Linked DNA regions of Gossypium hirsutum: region 1 is linked to region 2. A link is a contact called in public Hi-C data. All regions are on one chromosome and are shown on one strand. Each heading gives the region's core, a stretch centred on a gene start, on an enhancer-like site or on the middle of the called end of the contact. The rest is flanking DNA. Distances are from core to core; before and after follow the strand shown.

Region 1 (6,330 bases), core at 2,058-4,557, 63 kb before region 2:
CATGTGCGATCCCATCTGCATTCATTCCAACATATAATTCAACAACAAATCCATGATCATAATGATAAATGTTAATGCGTTTTGGTTCAACCCAAAGTTTTATGGGTTCACCAGTCAGAAGAATACGTCAACAAGTTTGGTAATTCTTGACCAGAGCTTTATCTCTTTACTCTGCCAAGAGTCTTACAAGTTTATAGAACGAAAGTGACTTGTAGTGTCTTGGCAAGGTTAAAGTACTCAAGACCTCTAGCATATAGAGAATCTCGAAGGAGGGTATCACTTAAGCACTCTGTGAACTTGTAAAGCTTTTGACAGAATAGGAAAACAAAATCCTTATTGATGTACTTCTCAACCTGTAAAACTCATGGGAGTTTCAGCAAAACCAAATCACATGGACAAATAATGATAATCACTTGTTCTACTACTCACTTGCGTCACCAAGGAATACAGCGGGAAGGTAATGTAGCTGCATAGAATTTGAAGGAACAGCCCAAGAACAACCCTTCCCACTACAAAGTACGGTTTCTCGTGGATACAAGAACCTAGGCTGTACTTAAACTGCACCACAAAACATATGAATCACTGTATATGGAATTTCAGAATAAATAGAGTCAAACATTGAATAGAGGAACACACTACTTACCACTACCCAAAGGAAATATGCCATCTGGAATGCATTCTGCATAAATATCAATCAAACTTAATTAATAAACCAATAGATGTCAAGCTGGTAATTAATTAAGGAAAACATGATTAATTTACCTGAAATAATGTATAATGTATCAAGAAGAGAATCCACTGGGGTCGATTAAACCAGAAATACTTGTTATTTGGCTCCACCACTGGTGCCCCTCTTACCACTGCACTCCTTTCCTGGATTTCTTCCGCCATTTCCATTATGATCAGTTCAAGCTTTGTTCCAACCAATACAAGTATCTACACAATTCACCAAATCTTTCTACTTTTATTTCTCAATCCATAACATATAAAGTTTAATTAAGGATGTGGGTGGCTTACAGTCAGTGGGACTAAAGACAACCAGGTGAGAGTTTGCCATTCTGCATGCACCACGTATATTATATTATAAATACTCCATTTATTAATTTATGATATGCTAATCAGAAAGGGGTAGAATTACAAACTGTAAACGTTTAGAAGCAAGAAGATGATAGCAAATGCCCACAGAGGTGTGCTGCAACATCCCAAAAACCAACAACCAATAAATTTTAGAGTAGCAATATAAAGTTAATTTAAATTTAAAGTGGTTTTAAACAGACCTGATACCGACAACGACTTTGAAATCGTCTTCCATGGATCTTTTGATGTATTTATGGAAGTCAAATTTTGTGTTAGCCGCAAATGTGCCTGAATTAATCATTAATATTTGGTGATTAAAGTTGAACTCACCAGCTGAGCAATTTGCTAATCAAATTATTAGATGATGTACGCCGGCCAATTACTTACGTTGATAAAGCCATTGCGCATGGTCAAATAGTCCACCTTGCTCACCGAACCAAAGAATTGCCTGAAGAAGGCCACCTATAATTATATTTTTAGATTTTTTTATTCCAGCTAACCAAATATACTCAAAAGTAAATATATAAATCTTTTTAGTTTATTAATATATCAAAAATTAATCAGAAATGTAAAACTGTAAAATTGCATAACTCAGTTTGTCTCTCTACTTATTTACACTCCAATTTAAAAAAAAATCTATTTAATTTTTGTCTCTTTTATGCTTTAAATTTGCGTTATTTATTAAATCACCTTTAACATAAATGAAAAACTTTAATGTTTGTTAACTTTGCTTGTATGCCACACCAACAATTAAATAGATTTTTTTGTAAAATTAGAGTGTAAATAAATAGAGAGATATGATAAATTAAAGTTTTCCTCCTAATTTTTAGCATTTTTAATTGGATTTAAATTTTGTGAGAAAAAAAAGCTGAAAATCAAGAAAAACAAATCTTATTTTTCATTCTCCTGTTGAAAAAGGGATATGGACAGGGACAATGTGGAATTATAATTTCCTACCGTACTTAATTCTCCAAATAAAATTAGTAAGAAATTAGAAGAGTCTTACTATCCATCTCATGCCCGGAATTGTGGAGAAACCAGAATGACGTTTGACGAAGGAAGTTTGATGGGTTAATCTGAACCTTGAAGGATCTGATGTGTAACATATACAAATGCAAGTATCAATATAAATCACCATTTCCAAACTTTTTTTTTTCCATACAACCTTCATAATTTAGACCTAAAAGGCAAGGTGAAAAGTAGAAAGACTAACCATTTCTGTACTGATACTCGAGAGTTTTAGTTTCTGATTCCCAGGACTCCCATTTCTTCATCTGTTCAAATTCAATTCACCACAACTATAATATCAGCTCTACAACCAAACCAGTTGATCTTCAAGGGGAAAAGAAAAAAAACTTACTTTGGCCTTAGCCAGTAGAATGGTGGCTACACTGTAAAGAACATGAAAGACAGCAAGCGCAAATATGAATATGTGCAAGTCGTGCATCCCGCTTTGTGTAATCAGGGCAACTTTACCCTATCATTTCATATAGAAATTAATGATCAGGTTAATTATCAACAATGTTGAAAATAGATTAAAAAAAAGGGCCGGCGGCATACTTTAGGGCAAGAATCTTTTCCTTTGGATGAAGCCAAGACTCGACGCCAAACCATATCTTCAGCATAAGAAAGTAACTTTCTCCGGCGATCTTCATCGCCGCCGCCTCCGCCCCCTTTGTTGCTATCTTTACCACTATCTCCTGCATACCCAGGCTTCCGTTTGCATGGAAGCATCGTATATCCTATCTTTTCTGGGATACATATCGCTGGAATGGAATATGTTCCTATAGTAAGTAGTAAGGATATGAATCCCAGTAGCATCAACTCTGCAAATTATAATGGAATTTAATCTATTAAGGGTTAGACTGCAGTTTGCCTACAATATGATGAACAAGTACTATATATATATACATATAACCTAACCAGCTTTTATTTTCTCTAAAGCTTCCATCATGGCTTTCTTCTGGCGTTTTTGAAACCACTGCATGTCATCAACAAAGGTTATAATCATAATCATAATCATAATTATTAGTATGAAATTTTCATTAGTAGATTAAATACCTTTCCCAGAGAATGAATTCCATGTTCTATGAATATAGATATGATCACAAATATTGCACACACAACTGCAACAGCCCATGTTGGCGTTTCCTCCAGTGACCTTTCCTTAGGGGTAGCCATTTTTGCAAAAACCAAAACGCTTAGTAATGTAAAAGTATAACAAGAAGGCGGAAAGCATATAAAAATGGAGTGAAGAAATGCAAGTGGGCAGCGCGTTTGGATTTGAGACACGGTTTCTATGAACAAAAGTTTGTCATGATTTGCATGGTTTTATGTGGAAGGTTGGTGATGGGCAATGTGGTGATCTAAGTTAACAATCCCGTAGCTTAGGACAATATAGATTAATCAAGCCGGCCAATGCAGCCAATCCAAGGGTGAGAATTAATGTAATAAAGAAACAGATATTGGGATCCACCGGTGGTTATTTATATTCAATTATCACTTAGTATTAATCAACACCCATCTGATATATATTTTATTTTGTGTGAGATTGAAAGGTGTTGGACTGTCTCAAAACCCTGGTCCACAAGCCTGACTTTCTCCTGTCTAGACATATTCTACAATTCTAATTACAATTTTAGGGAATAATAATAATATACTTTTCGGTTTTTTCCTTTTTAGTGATTGAACTTGATAACTAGACTCATTTTGATACTTGAACTTAAATTTTATCAAGATTTAATGATGTGATTAGTTTTACTAAAATAGGACCGGATCAAACGGGTGGAGAGTTAGACAATATAACGGTCGAACAAAAGAGTTGACTTAATTAACTCGATAACTACTTGATATTGGTAAAAATAAAAAATTAAGACAAAAATCGATAGTTAAGCAGGTTCAACCGGTTTAGTAATTTTTAAAAAAATTTATGATTTTTTATTATTTATTTAATTATTGTTGATTCAGTGGTCGAATTGATCGAACTAATTGAATAAAAAATGGGTGGTTTGATTTGTTCAACCACCAATCTAATTATTAAAAGGGTAAACTATAAAAGTAGTCACTTTTGTTTATCTCATGTTACATTTTAGTCACTTATGTTTAAAATGTTACGTTTTAGTCACTTATGTTATTATTTTGTTACGAAGTGATCACTCTTCCGTCAAGTTCTGTTATTTCCCTAACGGTAATCCTACGTGGTAGTCCAACTAGATATTACTGAACTGCTAATACATACTTCATCCGGATTAAGTATGCATTATTAAAATTAAATTAAAATATTAAATAAGAAATAAAATTATAAAACAATATGTTATTTGGAAAATAACTATTATTGTAATGAGATACGTGTTTTATTAGGTATAAATATTTAAAATTTTGTTTTTGTAATGTGATACATGCGTAAATATATATATAATCATATTAGTGAATCTGCTAATACAACATCCAGACGAAGTACGTATTAGCAGATTCAATAATATCTAGTTGGACTACCACGTAGGATTACCGTTAGGAAGATAACAGAACTTAACGGAAGAGTGACCACTTCGTAACAAAATAATAACATAAGTGACTAAAACGTAACATTTCAAACATAAGTGACTAAAATATAACATGAGGCAAACAAAAGTGACTATTTTTATAGTTTACCCTTATTAAAATAGTAAATATGACACATTGAGATTATACACCACATCATCACCTAAAATTTTTATATAAATTTTTTAAGTAATGATGTGGCACAATCTTAAAATGTCACATCGTTAAATTTTTATATTTTTTAAATTTAAATTTAATTGTCAAATTTAAGTGTTAAATGAAAAAAAAATACATATATCAAAATGAACCTAATTACAAAATTAAGAGAAAAATATTATATTATCCCGTATATTTATTAATGGATGTGGGATTTATATTTGTGGATCTTCCTAAGAAAAATATTCTTCAAGACCCTGGAGGGAGAGGAGTTTAGAACACGTTTACCTAAGGAATTTTACTCCTTTCTCGTAACTAAGTACTAGTACAATATTTATTTATTTAAGGATCCTATTAGTTCTAAAACATAATGATTTTTTCCCCTTCAACTTACCAAAGAAGTATTTTAATTCTTCATTAAATTCTTCGTCTTTTTTTCTTAATTTATATTTTTTTTTCTCATCACTCATAAATGTATGAAAAATTTAATATTTATTAATTTTGTTGACATAGATAATATGTCAATATTTAATTAATTTTTAATTTTTAAAAAATATTAATTTTTTTACAAGTGGTATACTTTTTAAATAATTTGAATAATTTTTAATTTTTTAAAATATTTTTTATAATTTTTATTGAAATTTTAAAATTTTAAAAAATTAATTAAATATTGATGTCCACGTGACAATCTACGTATATGTCACATCAACAAAATTAAAAAAATATTACTTTTTCTATTTATTTTAGAGTGATTTGACAAAAGAACATAAATTTAAAAATTAAATGGAGATTAAAATGATTTTTATGTAAAACTGAACAAGGGCGAAACCAAGGGGCTGGCAGGGACCCCGGCCGCCCTAAAATAGAAGATTTTTCATTAGGCCTCTTGAAATTTTTAAAATTTTAAATTAGTAAAGGTAAAATTGTACTTTAGCCCTCTAAAAATGACAAATTTGATTTAATTGTTTATAAATTATAAAGATAGAGACTATTAAAATGGTGAAATTACTTTTTTACTATAGTAAAAATTATAATTTAATTTCGGCTCCCTAAACAAAATTTCTGACTTTGCCCCCTGAAGTTAAAGTTTTATCGCACTAAAAAAAATCATACAAACTAAAAGAAGTAATTAATATGTAAATTTAATTGATGACATATATAGTAATTAAGCACCCAAATGAGATTGGTTTGGTGGGATTTATTTAGTATAATGGTAGATTTGTGATGAAGGATTCAAACATCTAATAAACCTTGTTAACATATAATAAATTTCACTGTCCATTTTGTTTTGTATTTCTTGTTAACATGCGCCTTTTATAATTAAGTTTGAACATTCTTTTGTTTCTTAGAAGGTATTGAATACAGCATTGCTCTTCAGCTTCATATTTCCATTGCTAGAGATGACCCCATCAAACATCTGCTTCAATTTTCTTTTATTTTAAAATTAATATACATACAGTGGCCAGTGAATTGGACAATCACACATCATAAATAAATTTTAAAATTAAACTCACTAAACTTAATTAACCGTCCATAAAATTATATAATACCTTTACA
Region 2 (6,276 bases), core at 2,053-4,552:
CTCCTTAGCCACCAGCTCCTCCACCTATAGAGACAGCACCAAAGTAATCACTTAAACAACACTACCTAAAATGCAAATCAGAAATTGACATCCACAGCAAACAGAGTTCCAATGAAAACATTGTCACCTATGAAGGCTTAATTAACAAACTTATTCAGAGTAAGACTGAAAATGCAAAAAGACGGATATCAAACTAAACAGCAACAAGTAAAAGACAAGTGAACCTTGGATAATACTTGAACAGCTGATGGGGAAGATTGCAAGAAGGTCATCAACGGTTTCAACTCTTTTGACAGCTCTTTTAACCATCAGTAGATTTTCGAGCAGCCTTACAAGCTTGCACCTCCCCTGTCCTGGAAAGGTCGCGTAGAGATGCTTCCAGCTTATCATGTGTTGCCAAGCACTGGCATATGATATTATGAACATGCTGAATCGCAACCCGAACCTGAAATTGCATAAAGCAAAGTCCATGACCAATGCATTTGTAGATGGTGATTTGGGTGAACCAAAGAAATGGCATAGTGATATCCTACTCACCTCTTCCCACTGCTGTTTTGCTAAATAAGAAGCAGAAAACTTGGAGATTGATGTATCAGCATGCATGTAAACAATGCAAGGAACAAAAAATAAGAAAATTCCTGAAATTAACATCAGTGGCTCTCTAAGCATTGATAATCTGTTGAATTTGTAATAGACCTGTAAGGTAAACAAACACAAGAACAAACAGTAAACCGTTAAAATACATAACCCTGTAAAATATAGGGTTATGATATATCCTACTATACAAAATTCTATATATGGAGGCACCAGAGTAGAGGCTTCAAATTAACATGCTAGAACCAGTGTGCATGCCTTTTCAATTAAACATGGAGAACAAAAGAGTACCTGAAAATATTGATTGTGCTCTGGCACAAGATTGGTCTTTTCCAACACAACTACTGGTCTACCAACAATATCCAAGTGGGAGATTTTGGTCTGCATACAACCATAAGCACATTATACATAAAAGACAACAAACTTCAGATTCGAAATTCAACTCAACACATGAGCCTTAGGTTAAAAAATAGATGGTCAAATACGAACACAAATCTTAAGCTTTCTAATACCTCTTGGCACTGCTTCATGAAAAATGGAGCTGCTACAGATATGTCACTGGAACCTTCAGGCAACACAACCTATAAAAGTCAAAGTACCAGGTAAAAGTTAGGCTGCTAAGAAAATAACTTTCTTTTTATTCACCAGACTGCAATTCCTATACTACATATGCAAATATCTTAATTCTAATGAAGCATAGGTGCCAATTTGAGTACTTGAAGGACAAAGCATTATAATATCCTAGTTGAATAATAGTTGTAATACGTACTTAAATACACTTTTTAGGTCAAAGTTTTAGCCAAGGTTGGGAAGGACATTTCCCATTATTTCTTTGCACCATAATTCTGAGGCCTAAGGAAAGACATGCTACCAACCTTCACAATGAGAGTATCAATAACCAACTCAATCACTGGGCTACTAAATGTAATGTTAAGAAAGCGCCTCCCCTCTGATTCATACAAACAGTCCTGAAGTGGCAAGCCATATCCAATGGTGAAAGCTGTTCTCCAGCCACCAAACATGGGATACCTTGGTTCGATCAATAATTCTGCCTGCAAAGGCGAGTAGCACTTCAGTAAAAATGAAATATCAGGGCATAGATACGATTTAAATCCTAATCTGCAATATAACCTTTTTGGAGTCACCCCGCAGATGGGATGTAGATATATTGCCAATTGCATCCCTGTAGTAAACAGAATGAGCCCTTGGAGGCAAATGTGCAACAAGATACCTAACGGCTGAAGGACCTTGAACATTTTCTCTGGCTTGGGGTTCAAGCCTGTAATGTCAAGGTAATACATCAGAAACGAATCTCCAACCTAGACCATAAACTGTGAAGGAAAACATATGAAAGTAACCTGGAAAATTCACCCTTGCTTTGCGCACCACCATGGATGAGTTTGTAATGCTCAGTGACCAGCAAATTACCCCAATGGGATATTTCTATTTCTCTCACCAATTCCTGAGCAATAGTGAAGGGCAGATTGTTTTGGAAATGAACGGTTATAGGTGAGGATGAGAATGCAGGGAGATTCTCATAAGGACCATATTTGATTTCTGAACCCTGGACCTTTGTGCTCTCCAGTGTTGTATAGGATTCAATTCTAGAATCAGGCAGCTTAAGACTTAGAGACTGGACCTTGACAACATAAGGAGACAGATAGTATGCACTATCCTGGTACAGTACAAGCTGAATATCAGCCTGACCGATTTGCTCGGGCATAGGTCGCAAGGCATGGGTAAATACAGCCAAGACATCAAAAGTGAAGCTAGCGCCCACGGTTAATCCCTGTGGCAATGATACCGAATAGAATGTTACACCAGGAGGCATATCTTCTGGTTTGACGACATCAATAGGGAAAGAAACAACAGAGACTTTGAATTTCGCTTTGGCTTCATGCGGGGAAGCCATCAAATATGCCAAGTTTTGGGCTTGAAGGTCAGGAAAAGCCAACAAAACCTTAGACACAGTCTCTGGACCTGCATTCTCCACCTAGAAACAATATAACAGCAATTGTAAGAGAAGCAAAGTTTAAGAATAGGAGATGGTGATTTGAACAATGAATCAAAAAGAGAGAACATTAGCAACTTTGAGACTTGAGAGTGAAAAGAGAAAGTATTGTGAAGCACCTCTAAAGTTGAAGAAATTCGAACAATGTGGGATGTCAAATAAATCTGCAAGACCACACGAAACGAAGTTAGCATAAAAGGTACGGTTTGAAGAGATGGAAGAGACACAGCGATGGAAGCATTTCGATCAACCCAGGATATTAAGTTTGAGAAACAAGAAAATGGAGAGGAAGAGGCAGTGAATAAATCGGAGAACCGAACTCACATAATCATCATAAATAAATCCAATTAAAGGAAGAGAAATGAATATTGAATTGAGAAGATGGAAACTCACACGTCGATCGACTTTGGAGAGAACCAGATCGGAGAGTGCCGGAGATGCCAGCATTGAGATCGTAAACACGAGTAAAACAAACCTCGAAATCCCCATTGTCGACCAGCCAGAATGCACTTCACTTCACTTCACGCCTCTGCGGCTTCACAGCAGTATTTACGCTTGTTTGTTTTTGATCGAGACTCTCTCATCTCTTCGCTTCACTTGTGTTTATAAGTTTCAGAATTGAATTTGAACTGAAGTGGTTAGATGAATGAATGGGTCGAGTACAGTCTCTGAAAATGGGTCTAGCATTAGCCCAACTCAAATTCATCCAAATCCAATCAATCATCAGCCTTTTTGCATTTGGACTCTACCCTCCATCAAACAAATAAAGAAAGTAAATATTTTTCCGAAACCCATTTGCAGTGGCACGTTGTTTCTCAAAATCCTTGAGCTTTTTGGACTTTGATTCTTTCGAGTGATCTTTCAACTTTTATCGTCGACCCCATTGAATGTCATTGTTCATTACTGTACTAGACTTAGACTTAGACTTAGATGATTAAAGATTGTTATAACTTTTTTCACTCATTTGATTCTTTCCAGCTTTTTGGCTTTTGTGAATCATTATCTTTCACACTCCTCTCTTATGCTCTCTGCCTGCTGGCTTAATTTAATTGCGTAACCAAGTTTTAGAACAATTCCTAGGAGCCTTTTCTTTCTTTGTTTTCTAATTTGTTGCTGAAAATTCCTCTTTCAGGTTCGTTTCATTTGGGAAAATGATTGGATTGGACCCTCAAATCTCAATTATTATGAATATAAGATTTAAGACCTTTTTGAATGGGCGGTGCATTTCAATGCAGTGTATTTTATTTTTTTTTATCTCACAATTATAATATCTAATTTCATTATTATAGTAATTAATTCTATCGCTACTATTATTTTAAACACACCACCCATCTAAAAGTATATTTAGCAGTGATGGGTAGATTTAATTGATTAAGTACTCATTAGCAAATATTAAAATTTAAACCTCATCAACAATCTTATTTGATGGATAATGCGTAACTTGATACATCATTGCGTTAAGAGACGAGTGTGGTGTTAGATAGGGATTTGAGTTTGAAGCAAAGATTTGATAGATGATTGATGTGAATGTATAAGAGGCAGAATCTTGGGGAAGGAGGAAGATGAGATTCATATAGGCAGTATTGCTGAAACTGAAAGAGGGAATTCAGGAGGAAGAGACGTGTCATCATCTCCTTCCACTTTCCACTTAAATGATAATTTTGCTTTGCTTAAGCCCCACGAATCAAGGAAGAGGAGCATGTATCACTACTAGGGTTGCAATGGTAGGCAGGGTCAAACAAGAGGACCATGTCCATCACTGTGCTAATCACAATTACTGGATGTTATTATCATTATTATACCCATCTTTATTTATAGGCTCATATAGAAATCAGAGAATAAAGTGGGAAAAAGAAAATAGACACAGTGAGTGAGGGTCCAAACTCTATAATCTAAAATCTTTAATTTAAAGACCTTATTTATTTTTAGCACATGATTTCCTTCGTCTTTATCCTTATCAATATGATCTTTATCTATTTTGAAAGATGTCTTAAATCTTTTTCAAAAGTCATGTTAAAGAATGAGTTGTTTAATGAGCTCATTTTCAGTTTGGGTAAACTATTTACTCGCTAATCTAATTTTTAATTAACTTTTATTTTGATCATTTAAGTTGAAGTTTTTGTAATTTATCATCAAAATTTTAGTGCGCTTTCATTTTATTCACTCAAGCGTTGAATTTTTAATATGCAATTAATTGTATATATCATATCATATTTACACTTTCATTTTAGTCACTCAATGTAACACCCTAACCCAGGCCTAACAGTCCAGACCGAGTTCAGAGAATTACAAACATTATGATAATAATTTAACAAATTTATAAGATAGATAATTTAAAATATCTAAATCCAGATACTCATCAAAATAATTTTGAGTTCACAAACGTCATAAATCCATAATATAATAGTGACATAATCTCCAATTAAGTCTAGTAAAAGATAAGGTTGATCGAGCCGCCTCGACACCATCCCGTTCAGTGTAATGGTTCACCTGAAAGCCAAACGTAATAGGGTGAGTGGTAAACTCAATGCATAACAGAAAATGTACTATTCAGCTTTCGTACGATCACGAGGTGATATTAATCGGAGTACCAGATAGTTCTCAGTGTTCACAATATCGATATAAACAAATCAATTATACCTAGTTAACACATACGGACGGTAGCAGTTTATTACCATGCTTAATCAGATAGTGGAACGATTCATAATAGAATTTCCTAATTTCCATCTACTACACCACCTCCGATCAACCCAACACACCATTAAGGACATTCAGTGTCCATCCATCCCTACACACCGCAATGTATAGATTTCACACGTTACAAAATGGCATCATAGATGCTAGCACAGTTAGCGTTAAACGCTAAATTTAGATTAATCAGATAGTGGGCAAACCACTATTCAGAATAGATTACTTCCTTCTCCGCACATTTCCAATCCAACACATTCAAAATACAGAAACTTACGTATTACTTACAGATTATCTGTTAGATATCAATTACATATTAACCATAATTTCTCATTGTATCTCATTTCATATCAATCATATCATAGATAGTCAATATTAGTCAAAGTAATGATTTCGGTCGCAAATCAAGCTTTTGAAAGCCCAATTGGCTACCACACGACTTGGACACACGGTCGTGTCCTTGCTCGTGTGGTCTAAACGGCTTGACTACACGCTCGTGTTGTGTATTTGTGTGCTACCAGTCAAGAAACAGAGAGTTACACGGCTTGGACACATGGTCGTGTCCTTGCCCATGTGACTCACACGGCTTAAGCACACACCCGTGTGGTTCTTAATCAATAACAGTGAATTACACAGCCTAGACACACGGCTGTATCTTGTGCCTGTCTGGCCCTAATTCAACAACCAGTGAGTTACACGGCCAGTCGCACGGCCTCTCACATGCCCGTGTGGCTCACACGGCCTCTCACATGCCCTGTAGCTCACACGGCCTAGCCACATGCCCATGTACCTGGCCGTGTGTCGTCGGCAGCCACCATTTTTGTCAACTCGAAACCTGCGAAACTTGTGAAAATTGTTACACACCTGATTTCTCCTTGTCAAAAACTATTATAGAGACTAACTAGACCCTAATCAATCATTTCACAACCAAATCCACAAATCAATTTCCACATTTCAACAACATTAATCAATGTCAAACATGT

Evidence for each region. Hi-C and Micro-C count contacts between places; a contact is called where the count stands out from the background.
Region 1: a contact with region 2 is called in a Hi-C map of leaf, with 4 times the contacts expected there. The contact joins the promoter of LOC107917145 here to the enhancer-like site in region 2. A contact is called at or near these places in 5 of 34 Hi-C or Micro-C datasets (fibers, leaf and seedling).

The regions. Positions count from the first base shown.
Region 1 is chrA01:19,501,318-19,507,647 of Gossypium_hirsutum_v2.1, reverse strand. It overlaps LOC107917145 (MLO protein homolog 1), which reads right to left and starts at 3,307. Exons shown (of 14, transcript XM_041115526.1): 1 at 3,139-3,307; 2 at 3,001-3,058; 3 at 2,638-2,903; 4 at 2,438-2,554; 5 at 2,291-2,351; 6 at 2,084-2,169; 7 at 1,461-1,539; 8 at 1,278-1,365; 9 at 1,143-1,192; 10 at 1,018-1,058; 11 at 763-936; 12 at 644-679; 13 at 430-558; 14 at 1-15. The coding sequence starts at 3,258.
Region 2 is chrA01:19,437,912-19,444,187 of Gossypium_hirsutum_v2.1, reverse strand. It overlaps the pseudogene LOC107916636. Among protein-coding and RNA genes, the nearest start is that of LOC107917330, 5.3 kb to the left of the region's middle. Within about 2 kb of position 3,302, at least 5 of the 9 cell types and tissues checked have an H3K27ac peak or open chromatin away from gene starts, as enhancers often do. A contact at or near this core is called in fibers and leaf, where this site is marked.